2 separate regions of the Mus musculus genome follow, and region 1 is linked to region 2. The links are chromatin contacts, called in public targeted proximity ligation maps. All regions are on one chromosome and are shown on one strand. The core of a region is the stretch at or near the end of the contact, and the rest is flanking DNA. Distances in the headings are between cores, read along the strand shown. Region 1 has its middle 11 kb from the start of Slc29a2. Region 2 overlaps Syt12 (synaptotagmin XII).

Region 1 (6,107 bases), core at 1,199-3,698, 560 kb before region 2:
TTTCTTTTAAAAAAAAGATTTATTTTTTTATTTTATGTATATGACTACATTGTTGCTAATCTTCAGACACACCAGAAGAGGACTTCGGATTCCATTACTGATGGTTGTGAACCACCATGTGAGTGCTGGGAATTGAACTCAGGACTCCTGGAAAAGCAGTCAGTACTTTTAACTACTGAGTCGTCTCTCCAGCTGTTCCCATATTTCAACCCTGCCCCATCTCATGTTTTTCCAGACAGTGTCTCTCAGTTACAGCCCTGGCTGTCCTGGAAATTGATTTGTAGACCAGGCTGACCTTGAACTCACAGAGATCTGCCTCCCTTAACCCCCTGCTGGGATTGAAGGCATGAACTACCACACCTGGCCTTAGCACATCTCTTAAATGATTTGGGGTGTCAACTTTTGAGGGGAGGATGACACAGAGATTAGCAGGTTTGAAGATGACCTCGCTCTAATATTCTGTTGTGGATTTTGCTATATCTAGACAAAAGAAACCAGGACAGATTTATAATCATGCCTTTCTTGTGGGGACTGTGGATGTGGGTTCTTCCTTCAGCAGCGTCTCCTCAGCGCCCTCTATTGGAAAGACATGGGATAGAATTTCCAGCAGCTTTTAATTGTTTCTTTTTGAATCAGAGTCTTTCCCTACCAAGGCTGCTGGCTCCACTCTTTTTTTAAAGATTTATTTATTTACTATACGTAAGTACACTGCAGCTGTCCCCAGACACTCCAGAAGAGGGTGCCAGATCCTGTTACGGATGTTTGTGAGCCACCATGTGGCCCCCGAAATTGAACTCAGAACCTTCAGAAGAGCAGTCAGTGCTCTCAGCCACCGAGCCATCTCTCCCGCCCCCTGCTGGCTCCACTCTTAAAGATCATTTGATTTCAGTTCCCAGGCGCTGGAATTACAGAATTCCTGGACTCAACAACCAATTTCATGAATAACAAAGGAGAAAGGCAATCGGCAGGTCCTGAGGCAAAAATGGGAAAAGGCAGTCAGCAGATGTGGGCGTCTTACCACACACAAGATGTCCTCTGGTCTTAACATTTTAACTGCAAAGATGGTGGAGAAATAAAGTTGTTTTCCTTTTTTTCCTCCCAAGATAGGGTCTCATGTCATAGCCCAGGCTAGCCTGAACTCTGTGTGGTTAAAGATGAACTTGAACTCCTGATTTTCTTGCCTCTACCTTCCAAGTGGTGGAGTTACAGGTGTGTGCCACCATACCTGCCTCTCAGGCTGCAGTTTCAGGGCCTGGAGAGAGGGCTTGGTGCTTTAGAGCAGTTTCTGCTCTTGCAGAGGATTGGTGTCCAGATCTCAGCACGCACATGGCAGCTCATAACCGACTCCGTGGGAGTCGACGCTTTATTTTTAGCTTCCTTGGGCAGCAGGCACATACATGGTGCACACGTGAACACACACAGGCAAACACTCAAAACACTCATATACATAAAACAAAAACAAAAATATAGATTAAAAATAATTAGATTTTAAGTGCAAGTTGCTATGGTTGGGTAGGAGTTCCTTAAAGCCCTGTGTGTTAAAGGCATGGTCACAGCCTGGGTCACCTTATTGGGAGGTAACTGAGCCTTTAAGACATGGGATTAGAAAAAAGAAGTTATACCAGGTTACTGGCGAGATGGCTCAGCAGTTAAGAGCACTGGCTTCTCTTCCAAAGAAACTGGGTTCCATTCCCAGCACCCACATGGCAGCTCACAGCTGCCTGTAACTGCAGGGATCTGACACCCTCATACAAACATAAATAAAAATAAATAAATCATTAGGAAAATAAAAAAATAGGGCTGGAGAGATGGCTCAGTGGTTAAGAGCATTGACTGCTCTTCTGAAGGTCCTGAGTTCAAATCCCAGCAACCACATGGCGGCTCACAACCATCCATAATGAGATCTGATGTCCTCTTCTGGTGCATCTGAAGACAGCTACAGTGTACTTAGATATAATAATAAATAAATCTTAAAAAAAGAAAAAATATATAAAAAATAAGAGAAGTTATGTCACTGAGGGTGTGCCCTTTAAGGGGGTACTAGGACTCTAACTCCTTACTCTGTTTCTCAGTTTGTCTCCCTGCTACCAAGAGATGAAGAGGACCCCGCCCCTTCACCATAGCACACTGAGCCATCCCAGGTCTAAAGCTAGAGTCAATCGAAAGCAGACTAAAATCTCAGAAAATGTGAGCTAAAATAACCTTCCGTCCTTGAACGTTGCTGCTGTGACCTGGATGTTAAATGAAGGCTTACTCCCCAAAGCACCAGTGTTCAGTGGGCGGCTCCTGAGGCTCCGACTTCAGGACTGGACTGGCAGGGTGTGGATTCCTAGCACAGTGAGCTACTAGGAAATGGGAGGAATCAGAAGGCAGATAGAGTTGGAGCAGGTTAGTCACCAGGACTGTGCCCTTGAAGCCTGTTTCCTTGCTGGCCCCTTCTTTCTCTCCTGCTTCCTGTCGACGGTGAGCTAAATAACTTCACTTCTCTCTCCCTGCAATCATGACCGGCTCACCACAGGACCAGAAACAAGAGCCAACTGTGAGCCAAAAATAAATTATTCCTAATTACAGCGGATTCCTCAGGCACTTTGTCACAGCAACGGAAAGCTGACTAACGGCGAGATTGATATCTTAGGCCCTCTGTCATACTGATGCAAAGCTGACTAACACACTGGGGCTGTTCTTTTAAAGCAAATCTATTAGGCATTTGATGGCTTAAAATGGATGAGATGAAACGGCTGTGTTTCACCTCCAGAGAAAAGATGCAGGGCACCAGTTAGGGCTAGAACACACTGGGTGACAGAATGCACCTAATAGAGGGTGGGGTCAAAACCTGTGCCAGGCAGAGCACAGACCACACAGTGCTTTCCAGATGGTGCCAGGGTTGGTGATTCAGTGCAGGTGCCAGTATCTTTGTTCTGGAGCTCCCGGCCCATAGGTCCATCGATGTATCTCCTATTACTCTTGCAGGGTGGAGCTCCAAAGACCACAACCAAAATCTGAATTGAGTCTGTACTAAGCTGGCTGGTGACTGCCTGGAGAGAAACACTTCCCATAGTGCAGCCTCAAGTGCATTTTACAGAGAGCGTTTAAAGCCAAAGAACACAGGCTGGCAGCTGCAGGGAGAAGTGGGGCAAGCCAGCAGTTTAATACAAATCAAACACCATGCCGTTAGCTGGGCATTTTTGACTCTGAGTTTCTAGAGCAAGGGTGGTTGCTTTCCCACAAGATTGTTCACAGTGGAGATGGGAAAAGGGACCGGTCAGTTTCGTGTTAAATTAAAGATAGCTCCAGCTAAGACAAGATGGAGGAACCTTTGCTCTGTCACAATTCTGTGCTCAATCCACTGAGGAAGGTGAGGGAGAAGGTGGGCTGGCCATGATGGTTAGCAGCTCTAGTTAGGGCTGAACAATAAGCTAACCTCTTACCTGCCCTCCAGTAAGCACAAACACAACGAGGAAGCCCCGGTTCTGTGGGCCTCTCTTCTCTTTTCTCTCTTTCCTCCTTTCCTTCTGGTTGAAATTGGGTCTCATTCTGTGTATTAGGCTGGCCTCGGACTCTCCACAAACCTCCTGACTCAGCTTCCTAAATGCTAGGATGACAGGCATGCGCATCACGCTTGGTTTAGAATGGATCTTATCAGTAGGTTTATTTAATCTAAACTATGAAACTGTTGAATTCAGAGCAAGGTGTGGTGGCACGTGCCTCTGGTCTCTGCCCTCGGGAGGTAGAGGAAGGCAGATGAGAAACTTACGGCCATCCTTGGCTACTGTGTTGGCTGATCTTGGACAGCAACTTGACTACAGCTAGAATCAACTAAAACTGCTGGGCAAAGCCGGGCAGAAGGGCGCACGCCTTTAATCCCAGCACTTGGGAGGCAGAGGCAGGCGGATTTCTGAGTTCGAGGCCAGCCTGGTCTACAAAGTGAGTTCCAGGACAGCTAGGGAAACCCTGTCTCGAGATAGGGAGGACCCCCCCCCCCCACACACACACACCAAACCTTGGCCACTCCCAGAAGGTGTGGCCCATATATGATGGCATGGAAGAAGAAAGCCTTTGATTTTTGCCCACTTGCCTCACCCAGTTCATCTATCCTCTTGCTCAGGTATTCCCTTGCTTGTATCAGAACCAATGTCTTTAGGGTTCCAACACAGACTGTCGATCAGCTGCTTTCCAGGAATCTTCAGGGATTGTAGCACCAGACTGGGAGTGTGTGTGTGTGTGTGTGTGTGTGTGTGGTAATGTGGGTGTGTTTGTATGAAAATGCATGTGTTTAATCATGCATATACACATGACTTCAGAGAACTCTGACTAACACACCTACATAGCAAGTTTGAGGCCACTCTGGGCTAGAGATTCTATCAAAATAACATACAAAAATCTCAAACATGTATTATAATCAAAACAGTAGGATGTGCCCCAGTAATTATGATCAAATTAGCAGAACTGATTGCAAGTCTATCTCCATTTAGACATGTTTGGAAACCTAAAAATTCTACATATAATAAAATACCTTTTTTGGCATTGTTTTTTTCACCAGAAGGTGAAGTCTTCTGGAAAGTGTTTTCTAAGAGCACAAAGAAGCTGGGTTCCAGAGAGAGCCAAGGTTGTACCTCGTGCTGCAGCTGCACTTGGTAATGTGTAAGGTGTTACTGGCTTTGAAGACATGAAGGAGTCATGAAGAGCAGCTGAGGCTTGGCACTGTGAGAGGCCAGGGAAGGCTATTGATGAAAGTGCAGCCTCAGTTGTAGTTGGTGGCCCAGGACTGAAGGGGTCATGCAAAGGAGTTGAGGCTTGGCACCATAAAGAGAGCCTATGAGAGGCTATTGATGAAACCTAGTTGCAGCAGAAGACCCCATCGTATTGGAGATGCCAGTACCACAGGATGATCACCAAGAATGGCAGCAGCAGTGAAGTGGATCAACCTGAGCTTAGAGTGCTACAGAGGGCAGAGCTGGAGAAGCGAGGCCAGCCCTTTGGAGGAGCCCGGAAGATCATGTGTGGATCCCAGACACTGAAACAAGAAACTGTTGAAAGAAAGATGAAATTTCAAGACCTGTAAGTCATATAAAGTACCCAGAAATTACTGGTTGTTTGTGAGCTAGAGGCTGCCTGGGGCTGAAAACAAAGAAAAACAAACCCAGGTATGCCCCGTAGTTAAAACATTCCTGGGAACAGCTTGACCATAAAAAAATAAATGTAAAAATTTATGTTTTGATGGGGACAGACAGACAAACCACACAATAGACAGAATATGTAAGATGCTAAGTTCATGGAAAAAGAAAAAAAAAAAAGAGTAAGATTGTAGAAGTGCAATTTTTTTTTTTTTTAAGAAAAAGCAGACTTGTTTATTTCAGGAAATGGACAAACCTTTACACCTTCCTCCCAGCATTTCATTGGCTCTCAAGTAGTATTATATGGGGCTCTCTCTTTTTTTTCGTTGGCTTCCTCCATTGCCTTATCCTGCATCAGGGGTCTCTGTCCATGCTGGTAAGTGCTTGATTGCCTCAGGGAGGAAGGTTGAGGCAGGGTCTGCTTGGCTACGTTCCACCCTTTTGTTTTAATTTTTGAAAGCCCAGTATGTGGAGAGCCGCAATAACATTTACCATCTTAAGATGGCGCTGGCTCCGCAGTGCCTTATGCCACCTAAACAAAGAACAAGCTATATGCGCATGTGCTAAAAGCAAAAACCCACCAAAAGTCACCAGCCCATTTCCAGGGCACCGGTCCATCCCCCAGGGCACTAGCCCAACCCCTGGGGCGTTTAGCCTATCCCTAGGGTGCATGAGAATCGTGGGTGTTGCTACCAGTCCTAGTCACCAAAAAGTATTTAAGACACACACTTTCTGAGCCTTCTTTGTCTACCTCAATATGTTATGAAGTAAAGTTAACCATGGAAGAATCTGGCGTCCTGTGTCTGTTTCTGCTGGCGGGAACAGGCTCAGGATACCAGTGGGAATCAGAGTTCCTTGCTCTGGCCCCATCTCAGGTGGCCTCCAGTAGAGTTAGCCATGCCTGTCTTATGTTTACCTGCCAAGCAGGTTCTTACCCTTCATTGACTACCAGCCGGGAAAGGTCAGCCATATGCGTTATCTGATGAATACTAA
Region 2 (6,316 bases), core at 2,174-4,673:
ATGTTCAATTATTTGTATTGGTGAAAAATTAGAACCATCTGGAGCAGTAGTCCTTTAATCCCAGCACTTGGGAGGCAGAGGCAGGCGGATTTCTGAGTTCGAGGCCAGCCTGGTCTACAAAGTGAGTTCCAGGACAGCCAAGGCTACACAGAGAAACTCTGTCGAGAGAGAGAGAGAGAGAGAGAGAGAGAGAGAGAGAGAGAGAGAGAGAGAGAGAGAGGGGCAACATAACTGCTCAATGGGATAATAATAGATATAAATTACATTAACATGGGACTCACTAAACAGACAACACAGTAACAAAGGCACAGGGAGACTGGTGTGGAAGCTCCTGCTTTAAGACGATTTCACATACCCTGAGGATGCCACTCAACATGAACGTTTTCTTATGCTGTATTTGTTTTTTATTTATTTATTTTATGTATATGAGTACACTGTAGCTGTCTGCAAACACACCAAAAGAGGGCATCAGATTCCATTACAAATGGAATGGTTGTGAGCCACCATGTGGGAATTGAACTCAGGACCTCTGGGAGAGCAGTCAGTGCTCTTAACCTCTGAGCCATCTCCCCCACCCTTGTTGAATTTTTTTTAAGAGAGAGGTTTTTTGTTTTTGTTTTTACTTTTATTTATTTATGGGGGGTTAGGCGCATGTGTGATCATGCATGTGTGGAGGTCAGAGCACAGTTTGTAGGAGACAGTTCTCTCCTTCCATCGTGTGGTCACTGGGAATCCAACCAAGGGCATTAGAATTGGTGGCAGGAACCCACTCTTGCTGAGTCATCTCTCCCACCCTTGTCTTCTGTCATCTTCCTTTAAATCACTAGTGAGGGACTATATCCTGGGATTCTTACCTCGTCCTCTTCTTTTGGACCCAAAGATTGCTGTTGTTGTTTGTTTTGAGAACATAGCTCAGATACCGGAGGCTGACCTTGATCCTCTGTTTCTACCTCCAGTTTTTGGGAGTCCACAGAATGGATCTCTTATAAGCACCACCTGTCAGTAAAAACCCAATGGCCCATGAGCCAAGGCAACCAATAGGAGCTGGGACATTGGCAGGAAGAGAGAGGATTCTTGAAAATAGTAAGAGATAAAAGAGAGACAGGAAGAGAGTCACATGGGACGAGAGGAAAAACGAGATGAGGACACACTGAGGTGCCTGAAAGAGAAATGCTGGGAGATCTGAGGGAGACTCTGAGGAGATGCTAAGAAAGAGGCTGGCCAGGACTGAAGAGAAGTAACCGAGTGCTAGGCATAGACTAGTTTGAATGGCTAAATAAGTTACAAGCTAGTGAGGGAATGAACCAATTGAATAATAATTAGTCTCAGAGTTGTTGCTGTTGGGAACTAAGTGGCTGGGGGGGGGGAGCATTTATGGTTTTTACAGGATTATAAGCGTGTTCCTCCATATCGAGCAGCTTTTCCTTTTTATAGGTGTCATTGCAGTTGACATTTTTATGTAAGGAGTTTTGTTACAATAATAAGCAGTATGAGACAATGCCTTTTTCCATTCTGGTTAAGGGGAGAAAACTAAGCTAGATGTAGTTGGTGCGTGACTGTAATCCCAGCATTCGTGGAGTTAAAGATGGGGGAGCACGAGTTCCTCCGCAGCCTGGGATACAGTAGCAAGTTCCTGTTTGCGGAAGAGAAAGAGAAACAATGTCCTTAAGTGCTGGTCCCTCTGATGGTTTTGTGAAAGGAGAGCCTGGGGTATCTTGAACAGAGTAACCAGCATCAATCTCCTTGCTGTCACCTAGCGATGGTGCCTCAGCCCCATATGATGCTTCCCTGTCCCTTTTGTTCACCCTCAGCGGGTCCCTCCTTGGAATGACCAGCGGACCACTACTCGGGGACCACCCAGCCGCAAAGGCAGCCTTAGTATAGAAGACACCTTTGAAAGCATCAGTGAGCTGGGACCCCTGGAGCTGATGGGCCGGGAACTGGACTTAGCCCCCTATGGTACTCTCCGAAAGTCACAGTCGGCTGACTCTCTGAATTCCATCTCCTCTGTGAGCAACACCTTTGGGCAGGATTTCACCCTGGGCCAGGTGGAGGTGAGCATGGACTATGATGGAGCCTCCCACACCCTCCACGTGGCAGTACTACAAGGCAAAGACCTCCTGGAGCGCGAGGAGGCCACCTTCGAGTCCTGCTTCATGCGTGTCAGTCTGCTGCCAGACGAACAGATCGTGGGCATCTCCCGGGTAAGTGGGGCGGGGACAGAGGTGCACTGGGCTCCCTGAAGCTCTCCTGGGAAGCTGATGTCTGGGCTAGTGGGCAGATTTGCAGTACCAGACAAGATGACAGGGGGCGCTGGAGAGCAGATCAGAATGTGGATTCAGAGTAGGATGGCTATGCCTAGAACCAGCTTTGTGTTCCCGCTGTGTATAGATTTCAATCTTCCTATCACTCAAGGACAGTGTCCACCTCCACATCTGTTAACATGGAGTCTTGGCAGGAAGAAAGATGGGCTGCTCATTTGGTTGATCTGGGAGAGAGCTCACTAACAGCCTTATCTGCTTTGGAGTGGATGGAGGAGGAGGGGTAGGTAGCCTCAGTGTCCGTATGGCTACATGAATTTGTTCACAAAAAGGGAGGCCCACCCCGGAGACCGAAAAAAGCATGAGAGGAAAGTGAGTTTCTGGACCCCAAATGAAAGGGCCACCTTTTTAGGAAGGGCTGTGTTCTGTTGTGGGAAGGTGTGGTCAGCCCCTCAGAGAAACTGAGACAGGCTTTGGAAGATAAGCACATGATCTCTCTTTTCTTCTGGTGACCCTGGTGGCTCACCCTGCTGGAAGCTGGTGACTAAGGGAGCATGCTGGCGTGGCCCTTGACTGTTAGGCTCTGTATTAGACCAGGACCCTCAAGATCAAGTTCTCAGCACAAAGATTTATTTGCCCGTTTATCTGGCAGAGAGCAGGGAATAAGAGGCAAATACAGGAGACAGAGACTGAGGGAGAAGGGGAGAAAACAAGGGGAGGGGAAGTATTTGTCCCAGAGGACGAAGGACTGCCTCTGAAACGGAGACGGGTGAAGCACGTAGGAACATAACGAAGAGCCGCTGTCAGGTCTGACATGCATTATGTTGCTCTTAGCCTGAGCCATGGGGAGGATTTTGGGTGACTCAGGATATGTCCTTTGAGGAGGGACATTGCTGGACAGAAGCTTGCTCTGAGTCAGACCACTGTGTGAACAACACGGTTCCATATTTGTTTGAAGGATGCAGTTGCTGCAGGGAGAACCTTCCCAGAGCCTGGCAGCACTAGGTGAGATCAAAGTGGCTAGAAGCTAAGTAGAGTCTGTTCCCAGGATGGCAGGCTTCATGACGTTGCAGCCTAACAGTCTAACTGTGGGGATGGGGTGTTGCCTCCAGGCCAAGCAACCCCCTCAGCTTCAGAGAATGTGCCAGGGATGAGAGCCGCTCTCTAAATACCACCGCGCAGTGACTCAGGCGGCCCCCCACGGAAGGGCAAGCAGAGCCTCCCATGTAGCTCCCTGAGGAGCCCACAGCTTCCTGGGAGGAGGCCAATGACATCTAAAAGCTGGGGGATGAAGCGTGCCCAGCCCTGCCTAGTCACTCCATTCATCTGTCTATCTGTCCACTCATCCATCCATCCTGTGACAATCAGGAAGGCTTCGCCAGGATCTACAGGGCACTGTGGCATTCATGGCTGTTTACAGAAGATTGTCTAGCTCCTACTGCCTGCCTGCCCCCAAGGCTCTGCTGAGTCAGCAGACAGGAGAGAAGGAGAGTGGGTCTGTCACAGCATCATGTGAGGATGGAGATGACTAGGAGTCCATTATGGAAGCTTCTAAGGCCAGGCAATGGGTTGACTACAAGCAAGAAGGGGATATTGGGGATGTTTAAACCTTCACAGTAACCTCAACCTTTGGGACATAGAGGCAGCAAGATAAGGAACTCAGGGCTGTCCTTGGCTACATAATGGATTTAGGGTCATTTAGGCCTATGTGGGATCCTGTCTCAAAGCAACCAAAACCCAATCAAACACCACCAACAACCAAAACCTCCCAGGACTGCCAGGCATGGTAGACTCATACTGCAGCTCTGGAGGCTGAGGCAGGAAGATGGTTAAATTCAAGACAAAAGTCTGTGCAAAATAGTACGTTCCAGACCAGCCAGAGCTGCATAGTAAGACCCTGGCTAAAAAAAAAAAAAAAAAAAAAAAAAAGGAGGAGGTCTCTGTGAGTTCGAAGCCAGTCTGGTCTACAAATGAGTTCCAGGGAAGGCAGGGCTACCCAGTGAGACCCTGTCTTGGAAAAGGAAAAGAGCAGGGAGGTGCAGTATGGAGGCTGATGCTTGTAACCCTAGCCTTCTGCAGTTAGTGCAGTGAAGCTAGTGCAGTATGGAGGCTCATGCTTGTAACCCTAGCCTTCTGCAGTTAGTGCAGTATGGAGACTCCTGCTTGTAACCCTAGCCTTCTGCAGTTAGTGCAGTGAAGCTAGTGCAGTATGGAGGCTCATGCTTGTAACCCTAGCCTTCTGCAGTTAGTGCAGTATGGAGACCCATGCTTGTAACCCTAGCCTTATGCACTTAGTGGCAGGAAGGTCAGGAGTTCATCCTGACCTATGTGAGATCCAGTCCGAAAAGAAAAACAAAATTAAACAAACAAACCTTCAATACTGAGCCACCAAAAAAAAGGACGTAGAACTGAGATGGTGGTACCAGGAAGCCCCTCCACGGCCCCTTCTCTCTGTAGATCCAGAGGAATGCCTATTCCATCTTCTTCGATGAGAAGTTCTCTGTCCCCCTGGATCCCACAGCCCTGGAGGAGAAGAGCCTTAGATTTTCTGTGTTTGGTATCGACGAGGATGAGCGGAATGTGAGCACCGGCGTGGTGGAGCTGAAGCTGTCCGTTCTGGATCTCCCGCTGCAGCCCTTCAGTGGCTGGCTATACTTGCAGGACCAGAATAAGGTATCGCCTACTTTTGCCTGCTGGTTCCCCCGGGGAGAAAGTACCCTCACCCACTGCCTGGGAGAGATGCCAGTATCCTGTCCCTCAACTGGACCCTGACAGCGTTAGAACAGAGACAGGGTCCCAAGCCACACCCTAGGGAAGCCACTCATTGCATGTGCTGACAAACACATCCTACAGACACCGCTGTTTACAGCTCTTTTAGTTTACACTGCATTTATTTCTTTACTGTGTTTTCTGTGTGTATGAGTGTACAGGCATGCACATACACACAGGGAATGCATGTGGAAGTCGGAAGACCACATGTCTTCTACCAGTTGGTTCACCCCTTCACCATGTGTGTTGTTGGTATTGATTCAGGTCACTGGAGCTAGTGGAAAATGCTTTTTACCCACAGCGCCATCCCTGGACCTCTTCTCGGTTCTTTCTTTTTTCTTTTTTAACATTTATTTATTTCTCTTTCTTATTTTTGTTTTATTGAGGTGTTTGGTTGGTTGGTTTTTCGAGACAGGGTTTCTCTGTGTAGCCCTGGCTGTCCTGGAACTCACTGTGTAGACCAGGCTGGCCTCAAACTCACAGATTTCCACCTGCCTTTGCTTTCTGAGTGCTGGGATTAAAGGCGTGCACCACCACCTCCTGGCTATTTATTTTTATTCTATATTTTATCTATTTATTTTACTTTATGAGTGTTTTGCCTGAATGTATATATGTGTCCAGGTACATACCTCAGGCCTAAGGGGGTCAGAAGAGAATGCCCAGTTCCTTGGAACTGGAGTTGCAGATGTGCGTGAGCTGTCTTATGGGTGCTGGGAACTGACCCTGCGTCTCTGGAAGAGGCAGTACTCAGCTGCCGAGCCATCTTTCCAGGTCCTCATCTCAGTGGCTACTACCAAGTCATCAGAGGCTCTACTCCTCTAAGCTACTGGCCTGAAAGTGGGTTCTTTCAGACAGAGGCCACGCTGAAGCTCCCTTTAGCCTTATAACAGTGCCAGGGAACATTATTACTCAAGCAAATGCAGTCAGCTTGGATCCCTATGCACGATCATAGAATGTTTTCCTCAGCCCACATGGAGGGAACAGAACTGCATCTGATTGATGCACTTGACAGGCAGCCTCTGGGCCTCCTTCCAGGACCTGCTCTCCACACAGTCTAAGGAGGGTCTGTGTGTGCTCCCTTGTGTGGGAGGGTTGTCCTTTTTTTTTTTCTATCCTGTTGGCCTGACGTCTAGGTTTAAGAGTTACCCCCAAAGCATCGATTTTCCAACGAGGAAGGAGCCATCCACCTCCCCCACCGCCCACCCCTGCCTGCCCCAGACCTCTTGAAGCCTGGAGGGCAGAAGTCTTCTGAGCCATTCCTTTCTCCACAGGCTGCTGACGCTGTG

Evidence for each region.
Region 1: a targeted proximity ligation map of the NIH/3T3 cell line shows a contact between it and region 2, with 5 read pairs. A contact is called at or near these places in 1 of 39 promoter capture datasets (embryonic stem cells), 1 of 484 Hi-C or Micro-C datasets (bone marrow-derived macrophages) and 5 of 130 datasets of targeted methods (the NIH/3T3 cell line, astrocytes, embryonic stem cells and 2 more).

What each region holds. Positions count from the first base shown.
Region 1 is chr19:5,009,777-5,015,883 of GRCm38.p6, reverse strand. No RefSeq gene overlaps it. Among named protein-coding and RNA genes, the nearest start is that of Slc29a2, 11 kb to the left of the region's middle.
Region 2 is chr19:4,452,383-4,458,698 of GRCm38.p6, reverse strand. It overlaps Syt12 (synaptotagmin XII), which reads left to right. Exons shown (of 8, transcript NM_134164.5): 4 at 1,812-2,204; 5 at 4,719-4,934; 6 at 6,302-6,316. Among named protein-coding and RNA genes, the nearest start is that of Rhod, 16 kb to the right of the region's middle.